Linked DNA regions of Gasterosteus aculeatus: all the other regions are linked to region 3. The links are chromatin contacts, called in public Hi-C maps. All regions are on one chromosome and are shown on one strand. The core of a region is the stretch at or near the end of the contact, and the rest is flanking DNA. Distances in the headings are between cores, read along the strand shown. Region 1 has its middle 11 kb from the start of LOC120813991. Region 2 overlaps LOC120812653 (a long non-coding RNA gene). Region 3 holds the start of tle3b (TLE family member 3, transcriptional corepressor b).

Evidence for each region. Hi-C and Micro-C count contacts between places; a contact is called where the count stands out from the background.
Region 1: a contact with region 3 is called in a Hi-C map of liver, with 2.6 times the contacts expected there. The contact joins the enhancer-like site here to the promoter of tle3b in region 3. A contact is called at or near these places in 4 of 6 Hi-C or Micro-C datasets (liver, skeletal muscle and whole body).
Region 2: a Hi-C map of skeletal muscle shows a contact between it and region 3, with 2.2 times the contacts expected there. The contact joins the enhancer-like site here to the promoter of tle3b in region 3. A contact is called at or near these places in 3 of 6 Hi-C or Micro-C datasets (skeletal muscle and whole body).

What each region holds. Positions count from the first base shown.
Region 1 is chr12:20,558,956-20,561,770 of fGasAcu3.hap1.1, reverse strand. No RefSeq gene overlaps it. Among protein-coding and RNA genes, the nearest start is that of LOC120813991, 11 kb to the right of the region's middle. Within about 2 kb of position 1,385, at least 3 of the 9 cell types and tissues checked have open chromatin away from gene starts, as enhancers often do. A contact at or near this core is called in liver, where this site is marked.
Region 2 is chr12:20,542,820-20,545,635 of fGasAcu3.hap1.1, reverse strand. The region is part of intron 1 of LOC120812653 (a long non-coding RNA gene); the gene reads right to left. Among protein-coding and RNA genes, the nearest start is that of LOC120812653, 3.4 kb to the right of the region's middle. Within about 2 kb of position 1,330, at least 2 of the 9 cell types and tissues checked have open chromatin away from gene starts, as enhancers often do.
Region 3 is chr12:20,469,410-20,472,607 of fGasAcu3.hap1.1, reverse strand. It overlaps tle3b (TLE family member 3, transcriptional corepressor b), which reads right to left and starts at 1,410. Exons shown (of 21, transcript XM_078085653.1): 1 at 898-1,410; 2 at 145-368. The coding sequence starts at 168.

The DNA of each region.
Region 1 (2,815 bases), core at 136-2,635, 89 kb before region 3:
AAGGAAGTGGGGAGAAGCTCAACGGTCAACTGACATAACAATTGCTTCCATGGCGTGTGCAATCACAACTTAAGTACCTATAGCGCCCAGAATGGAAAACACATTTTTCATAGCTTTCGGCTGTTGTCAATATTGACATGATTTACCAGACTCTGGTGAATAATGAATATTCATCACCAGCAGAGGGCAGCGGTATCCATGAAAGAGGCTCCTCTTTGTTGTGTACCTGTCGATCCCACCTGTGCATTAAAGCCAGCGCCCTATGCAGGCCGCCCTTTATCCGCCCGTGGATCACCTTCCACCAGAGAGCGTGTGACACTAGACACTTTAGCACTGGACAATGATTGACCCGCTGGTGAGCTTTTACGACGTGCTCCAGTGATGAGGATGACAGACATGCGGCCAGTGAACTTCGCCTGTCGGCTATCGACGACCGTAAACACAAACCGACCGCTGAACTAACACAAACCCCGGGCTAATGTTTCACCAAGTCGAAGGAATTCCTCCTCAAGTCAGATCTGTTTTTTTTTTGTTATAGCACGTCAATCCGATAATCGCTCCGTCTTCGCCGTTGAGCGACTTTGTCTTGATCGTGACGAACAAGAAACAAATACAAAGCCGGATGCTATATCCACATAGCATTAGTCAGTCCACACGCCTCCACACATACAAAGGGGCAGAACAAAGAAAAAAACCAACAACACACAAAAAAAAAAAAAAAAAAAAACCTCCACCGACTCACTGAATGTTTAACCGGTGTGAAAAGATGACATCAGTCCGCGTCCCCAGTCTTCCCCTTTTCTATCTGCGCTGCTACCGCAGGGGCCTCAGTGCCCAGACACTGTTGTCCTAATGCTAGTCAAACATTATTCTGAATGGCCAAACTCAATAGCGGCAGTGTTCGACCTGGCAGTGTAAATATTAGCAGAGCACACACGGAGACGCAGGAGTTGCTATGTGTGTGTGTGTGTGTGTGTGTGTCTCTGTGTGCTAAGTGTCGTCTCCCCGTCAGCTAAGTCCACACGGCGCACAGCAGCAACAATACAGCGGTGGGACAAAACGAAGAAGTGGGAAGGAAAAAACTAAACAAAAGAGAAAGGAATTCAGGCCTCCTCGTTTGACGGAGATCTACCGTGGTTTCTCTGTAGGTGTGATTCCGTGGCGCTCGGCGGCGCGGGTCACAGATTCTCACACGTTATCCATTTGTTGGCGCAAATCAACACAGACGTTGGGGCTTTGTAGAGGAAAGTCGGTGTGTGTGTGTGTGTGTTTTGCGTTTTCCCGGGAAGTCGGATGTCAGCCGACACGAGCAACTGACCATCGGTTCATGAGCAAAGTCGAGGGCCCCGTGATCACTTCTTCTACTTGCGTGGTCCGGGCTCCGTGTTCTCTGGTGATGTGCCACGACAAACACAGATACCGTGGTTTGTTTGACGGGTGTTTTAAGGGAAAAGCTCTACTTTGAACGGCTGTCGGTGCACAAAGACGCCGATTTGTTGCTGAGATTGTGACCATAAATCTAGCAAACGTTTGGTCGATTTAATTGACCTAATGGGATCATAGGAACGAAGCTTCCGGCTCCAGATGCACGCTGGCCGTTATCAATAAGAAGACTGTTGTATTGTCCGATCCCAGATATACGCACCATCAGCATCAACAAGATGGTGAAGCACAGAAACGCCGCAGATATCAGCCCGGTCAATATTTACGTTAGCGTATCTTAGTAGTAATCCCTCAAACAAACACATTTCATCAAAGATAGAACGGGATGTGGGAGAACTACTATAGATTTATTCGTGACACCTCTTACACACCTGCTCACATTCGCGCTGCAGGAGGAAGCGGAGCAGCGGAGGACGCAGAGAGAGCAGCTGGGAAAATGTTTGCCGCTTTATCTCAGGAGGAACGGGCAGGAAGTACAAGCGTCTTCAGCTGGTTGGGATGCATCCTCCTGCAAGGCTGTTTGTTCTGGGCACCGAACACCGGTGTAAGTGATCGCCGGCTCGGCAAGCAAACAAACAAACAGGCTAATATTGACTGTGGTTCTGTGCTTGTTTACATGTGCCAAATGTGCCTGCTGCTCATTCCAAACAGCAGTTATCCCGCTTTTCAATCAAATGTTTTACATTTTACCGAAGCCCAAACATGACATCATCTGATGATATTGTTTTCGATTCATTTGATAAGAACGATAAACGCAACGTGATCGTTTAGTGTTTCACCAAATGCTGCTGTTCCTTTGACCCTCTGCCTGAAGTTCCACCCCAGACGCAGGTATTTTACATTTATTTCACCCTCAGGGAGCCGTGGAAGTGCTTTAAACCTGCAGTGACACACTGCATCGCTGCTACATTCAGCACTTCCAGCGGGCCAGTTTGAAGAAACTTGATCACTGAAGGACAGTACCGACACATCCTCTCGTCCTAGTTTACCTCCCTCCTTTCCTATGTGTGATCCTGGGTGTTCATCCCTCACTGTGTGTGGTGTGTGTGTGTGTGTGTGTGTGTGTGTGTGTGTGCCAGATATTGAGGCCCGGCCTCGGGCTCATTCTCATGCAGGCCCATGGCGTGGAGCTGAGGCTACGAGATAATTGCTTCTCCGAGGAGTGGACGGCCCGGGAGCTTTCTTCATCTACCGGTGCCAGCCACCAGGCTGTCCATCACACGGGCCCGATGACTCGCTGATTCTCCGAGGAGAAACAAAAGCTATTAGTGGCGTGTGTGTGTGCGCAGCTGCTGCACGAGCATACAGAATTAACTTAAACATAACTTGCTTGCATACAAAGTGAGACACGGGCCCGGGCACTGTCAACACG
Region 2 (2,816 bases), core at 81-2,580, 73 kb before region 3:
GATGCGGACGGCCCGCCGCACCGGGCTGCTTGCAGGCAGCCATCTGTCAGCTGACGCTCAAGCGCCGCGGCAATCAGAACGCGCTGCAGCGGGTCCAATCTGTTCCACCACAGGTAGGGCTGTGGGAGGGTCGCCGCCGCTCGACACACTCTCTATCTTTTGATTTTCTTCCCTCCAATCCCTCCTTCTGTGACATCATCGTTTCCTCTTTAGTCGGCGTTGATTTGCTCTTTGGGCCCAGACACGGTTACATGAAACCTTCACTATACTGACCTCCATCATTGATGCCTAAAATAACAAATATCAGTGGGTGTACCAGGGTATTTAGAGGGGAAATCAAAAGGGCTTGTTCTCACGTGCTGAGCCACCTGCACTGCTTCTCTTCCTGGCGGGGGCATCACGCACCGTGTGCCCGAATGACGGCGGCATGCTAAGTGCGGTGCATCAGTGGTCACTGCAGCCTGCTAAATGACCCCCCCCCCGTGTGCTTCAGCCATGGCGGCCAGGACTCTCCTTCTCCGGGCCTCTCTGTTGGCCAAAGGCCCAACCGTAAATCTGATCAGAGCCGTGCTAATGGCAGAAGGCGGCCATCCCGGCCCGAGCGCCGGTCGTGGCCAAGAAGCCTGAGGCGGTGGAGGTGACGTCCTGAGCTCAGATCCAATGAATTATTGAACCGGTCCCAGAACAGAGCTTCAGGAGACCCATTTAGATTTGTTAAGCCGCTGAAACAGATGTGAAAATGAGTTTTCTGTCACAATCCCAGCAGCCCCAGTTTAAGGTTTAAGATATATTTTGTGACGTTTTTGATTGCTTGGCTAGTTTGATTCTGGAGGAGCTTCACCGACTCAACACCTAGTAACAGTTGCTCACTATTTTTCTTTTTTATGCTTGGGTTTAATCGTGTTCCTGTAGCTCTGTGGTGTCTGTTTCTCAAGGGTCTGAAGCTGTAATCTTTCATTGTTCCAGTCATTTTAGGTGCTGATGTCTCCGTTAACTTCAGCCAGCTTCTCTTCATCCCATTGAACAAAATACTGACGACAAGATCCAGTTTTCAATCTATAGTATCACAATAAATACTTTCCAGTAACATAAAGTTGCAAAACAAATTTAGTTTGTTAGTGTCTAATATTCTACTTTAGTTAAGGAACAACTTAACTTCACGCATCCACCTCGAGGGGTAGACTCACATTCAACGTCTCCCTCGCAGCTCAGAATGTTTTGGGCTTTATTTCTCTCTGAAACAATCAGTTACACATGAGCAGACCTACTGTCTGCTCACATTGTTTGTGCATGCATCACCCACGTTGGTCCACCCACTCATCCACTCTATCTGCACATCTACAAGGAACCTTCACTCTAAAACTCCAAGCAGGGCTTCGTCACCACAAGAACGCTTTCATAATTCTTCATGAGATAGATAACATCTCGGTAGAAGCTGCGCAAACAAATCCAGATCGAGCTTAGCAGGAGGGACATTCATCTACCAGCCCTTGACAGTCACTGCAGGTGCAGCGACGGCTATCCGGAGTCACCGTTAATGTTTGTATGTCAGTAGAAAAGTTTTGAGTGCTGGTTTTATGTTCATGGCGTTGTACTTCTGGAGAAGGAACTGTTGTGTTGCCACACCCACAGCCTTGGCGCGTCCATCACCACCAATCTGTGTGTCATCTGTGCCAAAATCAACCCACTTGCAATTAAAAGATGAAGTTACAAATCCTTGTTGTTGGACTACATTTTTAAACTTGCTCTGCCAGTTCTCTCCCCTCCGTTGGCACGGCGCTGAAACAAAGTGAGCAGAAGGGACTGGCAGAGTAAGAACAACTAAATCCGATAGCGGCCCCCTTTGTCAGGGTTGAGTAGGAAGGCAGGACTCAAATGCAGAGTTTTAAACTCCAAAACAAAAATGGCCAAGTGGCAAAAACACACGCAGGAACAGGGGGGGCAAAAAGGCAGACAGGAACAGGGGGGCAAAAAGGCAGACAGGAACAGGGGGGCAAAAAGGCAGACAGGAACAGGGGGGGCAAAAAGGCAGACAGGAACAGGGGGGCAAAAAGGCAGACAGGAACGAGGCACATCCAGGACGATAGACAATGACGCGACAAGCGACAGGAGACACACACAGCTTAAATACACTAAGGAGGTGCAGGTGATTGGAGGTGGAAACAATCAGACAATCACAGGGGATGGCAGGACAAGGCAGGAAGTGAAGTTACCCAGGGAGACAAGAAGCAGAAAACTACAAAATAAGACCGGATATAAAACCACACCGTGACACCCTTTGAGTGTAGTTTGATGAAATAATAATAATTCGACAATATGTGGATTCAGTAAAATGACGTGCATTCATTGTATACATGTGTTGCTCATGTGTCGTGTTTAGAAAAGCTTCAAGCTTCTACTTCAATATGAGGGCCGCGTTTATCCGCGTTTACCTCGCCTTTGCCCCCCCCCCCCTGGGTAATCATCCAGTATTGCAGCTGATTGGAAAAGTAAACCTAGTCGGTCCAGGGTGACTGAAGCAGCAAGCGCTGGCTTTTAAACCTCAAAACACGTTATTTTGTAACTAAACAACAATAATTCTAATTCTAATAGTGATGAAGAAAACCGGGATTCTATTAGTCTGAGTGGATCATTCTGAAATAATATTCTTTATTATGTTAATCTATATAAATTCAGTATTGGCTACAGTGTTAAAGCCTGTGGTGGTAAAGAGAGAAATTAAATATAGCAAAGGAAAAAATTTGCAAGGAAAGCAGTTGAGAGGTTTGAGTAGTTAACATAGTTAGACATCTGCTCGGAAATCGCTTTGCCGGTTG
Region 3 (3,198 bases), core at 161-2,660:
AGCGGGGCGGCTGCAGATGCGCACCATAAATAGTAAGGTGTGGATCAGCAGCTCCGCTCTCACGAGCTAATTAGGCTTCTTCCAACGGCGGCGCATTAGCATCAATTTACAAACAATGGCCACAAAAAAAAGGCAGCTACTTACCGGATGCCGGCCTTGGGGATACATGTCGCGTCCTTTTGCACGAGTGGATTCGGTGTTTTTCCCCCTTCTCCTTTCTTTCCTTCCTTCCTTCCTTAGTGCCGGTGAAGGTGCGGTAAATCACCGCCACCCCTCCCCTGTACACGCAGGATGGCGGCGGACAAAAGCGCTGTTCTGGGCGGCGGGGCGCGCGCTGGAGCGTCCCCTCCTCGGCCTCTCCTTTGAACCTACGCGGGGAGAAAGAACGAGGGACGGCTGAGCAGCTGAAGCACTTTCGCCGCAGGCGGCCGGAGCTCCTCGGGTGTTAAGAGTTAAAAGCTGTATCGTGAACTTAACCGGGCGGATGGGAGCCTACTCGTTGGCCGATGTTAAAAATTAAATGTCTTTAGAAAAATACTAATTGGGAAATGACGTTTTTTTTTATTATTTTACCTCATAATCCCCATTTTATGCAAAATAAATTGTCGAATCGATTTGGATGACAAAGAGGGTAAAATTAATCCCGAAGTTGACCTTTTTTCCCCCACAACCTCAACAACACGACGCTTTGAGATTCTCGCAATTCTAACGAGTTGACTTCCACAAAGGGGAACAAGAACACAGACGTAACACGGGTCGTTTTTGCTGATCCGTGGGGGGGGGGGGGTTGAAAGCCATGAGAAAAAGACAAGGAGCTGCGGCTTTCGAAGTCGGCTGCCATAAAGCCGCACCACGACGGAGTCTCGTTAGCGGCTCTCCTCATGTCGCCCTTTTTACCTTTGTCTGGGCGGATTCCTCCCCTCCTCACAGGTGAAGAAAATATGTACTATCCAGAAACAAAAATCGTATTATCCTTCACGTGTAGCCGTCACCACGGAACGATACGGACAAATGTCCGTCGCGGTTTGTATTTTTCACTTCTTCGCCCCCCGTGAGAGTCCTTTAAAAAGGTGATCCCGAGGCGGAGAGCGTCTCTCCGTCCGGTCGGACGTTGGAAACCCCTCGATCGAGACTAGTTGTCGACGGCATACAAACTCGAAAGAATATTAGAATCCAAAGGGTCGGACGGGAGTCTTCCAGTAAGTCCAAAATGTGTTGTTTTGTGGCGGATAAACGGCTCCTTCTCGTGAAAAATGTCGGCCGTTGTGAAATATACCACGAGCTCACTGGTGGGTAAACCCGGTTCCTCCGTCGCGCGCTGTACCACACACAGACTGTGCACTGACACGACGAACCGAGAGAGGGCCCCGCGTTGGCCAATGGGGTTCTTCGGAGGAGTTTAGCGCCACCGGCCAATCACATCGCGGTGTCCCCCACGTGGGGGGAACGGCGCGCGGGCGCATTGATAGGCCCGCGGTACGTGACCTCACACACGTTCGCCATTTTGAATTTGCAGTGACATTCGGTGCTTTCGACAACTTGTTCAAAACAAAAGACGATTATTTATATATTAGTGTGTTTCTACCGGCGTTTCAAAACTGTGGGTGTAGGTTCAGAGACGTTTTGCTGGGGGTATACAAATAAATAACCCCACTAACCAAATCCAGAATGTAGCCTCCTGAAAAGCATTAAGTCCGACCCTGAACGGTTCAAAATCTAGAATAGGAAGATCACACTGTCTGCATCCTAAATCAAGGAAAGACAGAGAAATTGAAATCCTGAAAAATGAGAGCTCGTAGAATTCTATTTGAGACCTAAAGTGCGTAGAAGATGTGAATACCGCTTAATCTACAGCCGTGTGCTTTGATTGACTTCAATTGATCGACCTATTTCTAACGAGACCTCAAGCATCTACAAGCTTCCCTATCGGCACCACTAGGTAGGCTGCAACACGTCTGCGCTTGCGGATTTCAGCCTATCAAGTGTTGCTCTCTTTGCCCGGCCCCACGTGGGTCCGCTTCCTGGCTCTTCACTGCTCTCCAGCCAATGGCATCACAGCCGTCTCCCTGCGTGCCTTCCAATTGGCCGAGAGGCTGGAAAGCTGTCAGTCAGGAGGCAGGGTTGTCAATTAAACCCACGTTGGGTACGGCGCTGACAAATGCCTGTGCTACTCTCCCTCCTGCCTGCGAATAGTGCCTGGAATGGCTGCTTAATTAGCTTTGAATGGCTTTTCCTTTCAGCTCAAACAATCTGTCACTACCATGTGGTAAAAAGAGCCTTGCATAAAACAAAAGCAGGGAGAAAAAAAAAGCCAGTAGGGGCTAAATATCAGTTTGATTCCCCCCTCTTCAACCCCCTCCCCCACGAAAACATTTGCTGCAAAACAAAGCTTTTACCGCGCTCAAACATGAGCTTGTTTCACACGTTTGGTCCTGCGCTCATTTTTTTTCCTGAAATTATTTTTGAAAGTGTAATCTTTAAAAATGCGTGTTGACGTCGGCAGGGAAATTAACAGGAAACGTCAACTACAGTCTGTGAAGGATATGTCACAAAATGTTAAATTAATATTGGCCAGCGACTCGAGGATATTTGAAAATGTGAATTCTTTTTGAATTAATGTTTACAACTTGTCCAATGATAAAAACGTGTATCTCACTCCGATTCAATTCTTTAATGCGAGGTATTTTTAAAATGCAGAGGAAACCCGAGACCTCAACTAAATTCAATATTATGTGTCGAATAAAGAAGTGCCCAAAGCTTAGAAGTCCAAGAATTTTTGAACATAACTGTAGCGAGTATACTGCAAGATTTAGCTGTTGCTTAGCAACAAATGTATCCCTCCTGCAGATGCTCTGACATGGGAGTTGGGATAAAAACTAATGGACTGAGGGCATGTCAGCAAGCTGCGAAGAGAGAGAAGAAGTTTCACACAAAATCTTCCCTATTTATAATTTATTTTATAGTAGTCGTGTCGTTGTAATCACGGAACCTTTTAGCAGGAACAGAGCGTAAACTCAGCAACAACACGTTTAACACTTCTCAAATTCAGGGCTTCCTGATGGAACTTTATTAGTTCTCTCAGCTGCTGGTGGCGAGCATTGATTTGCAATAACCTACAAAATGTTCTTGATCATATACAAGAGTCGTTCTCAAAACATATAATCAGGAATTCTATCTAACGTCATACATACATATATG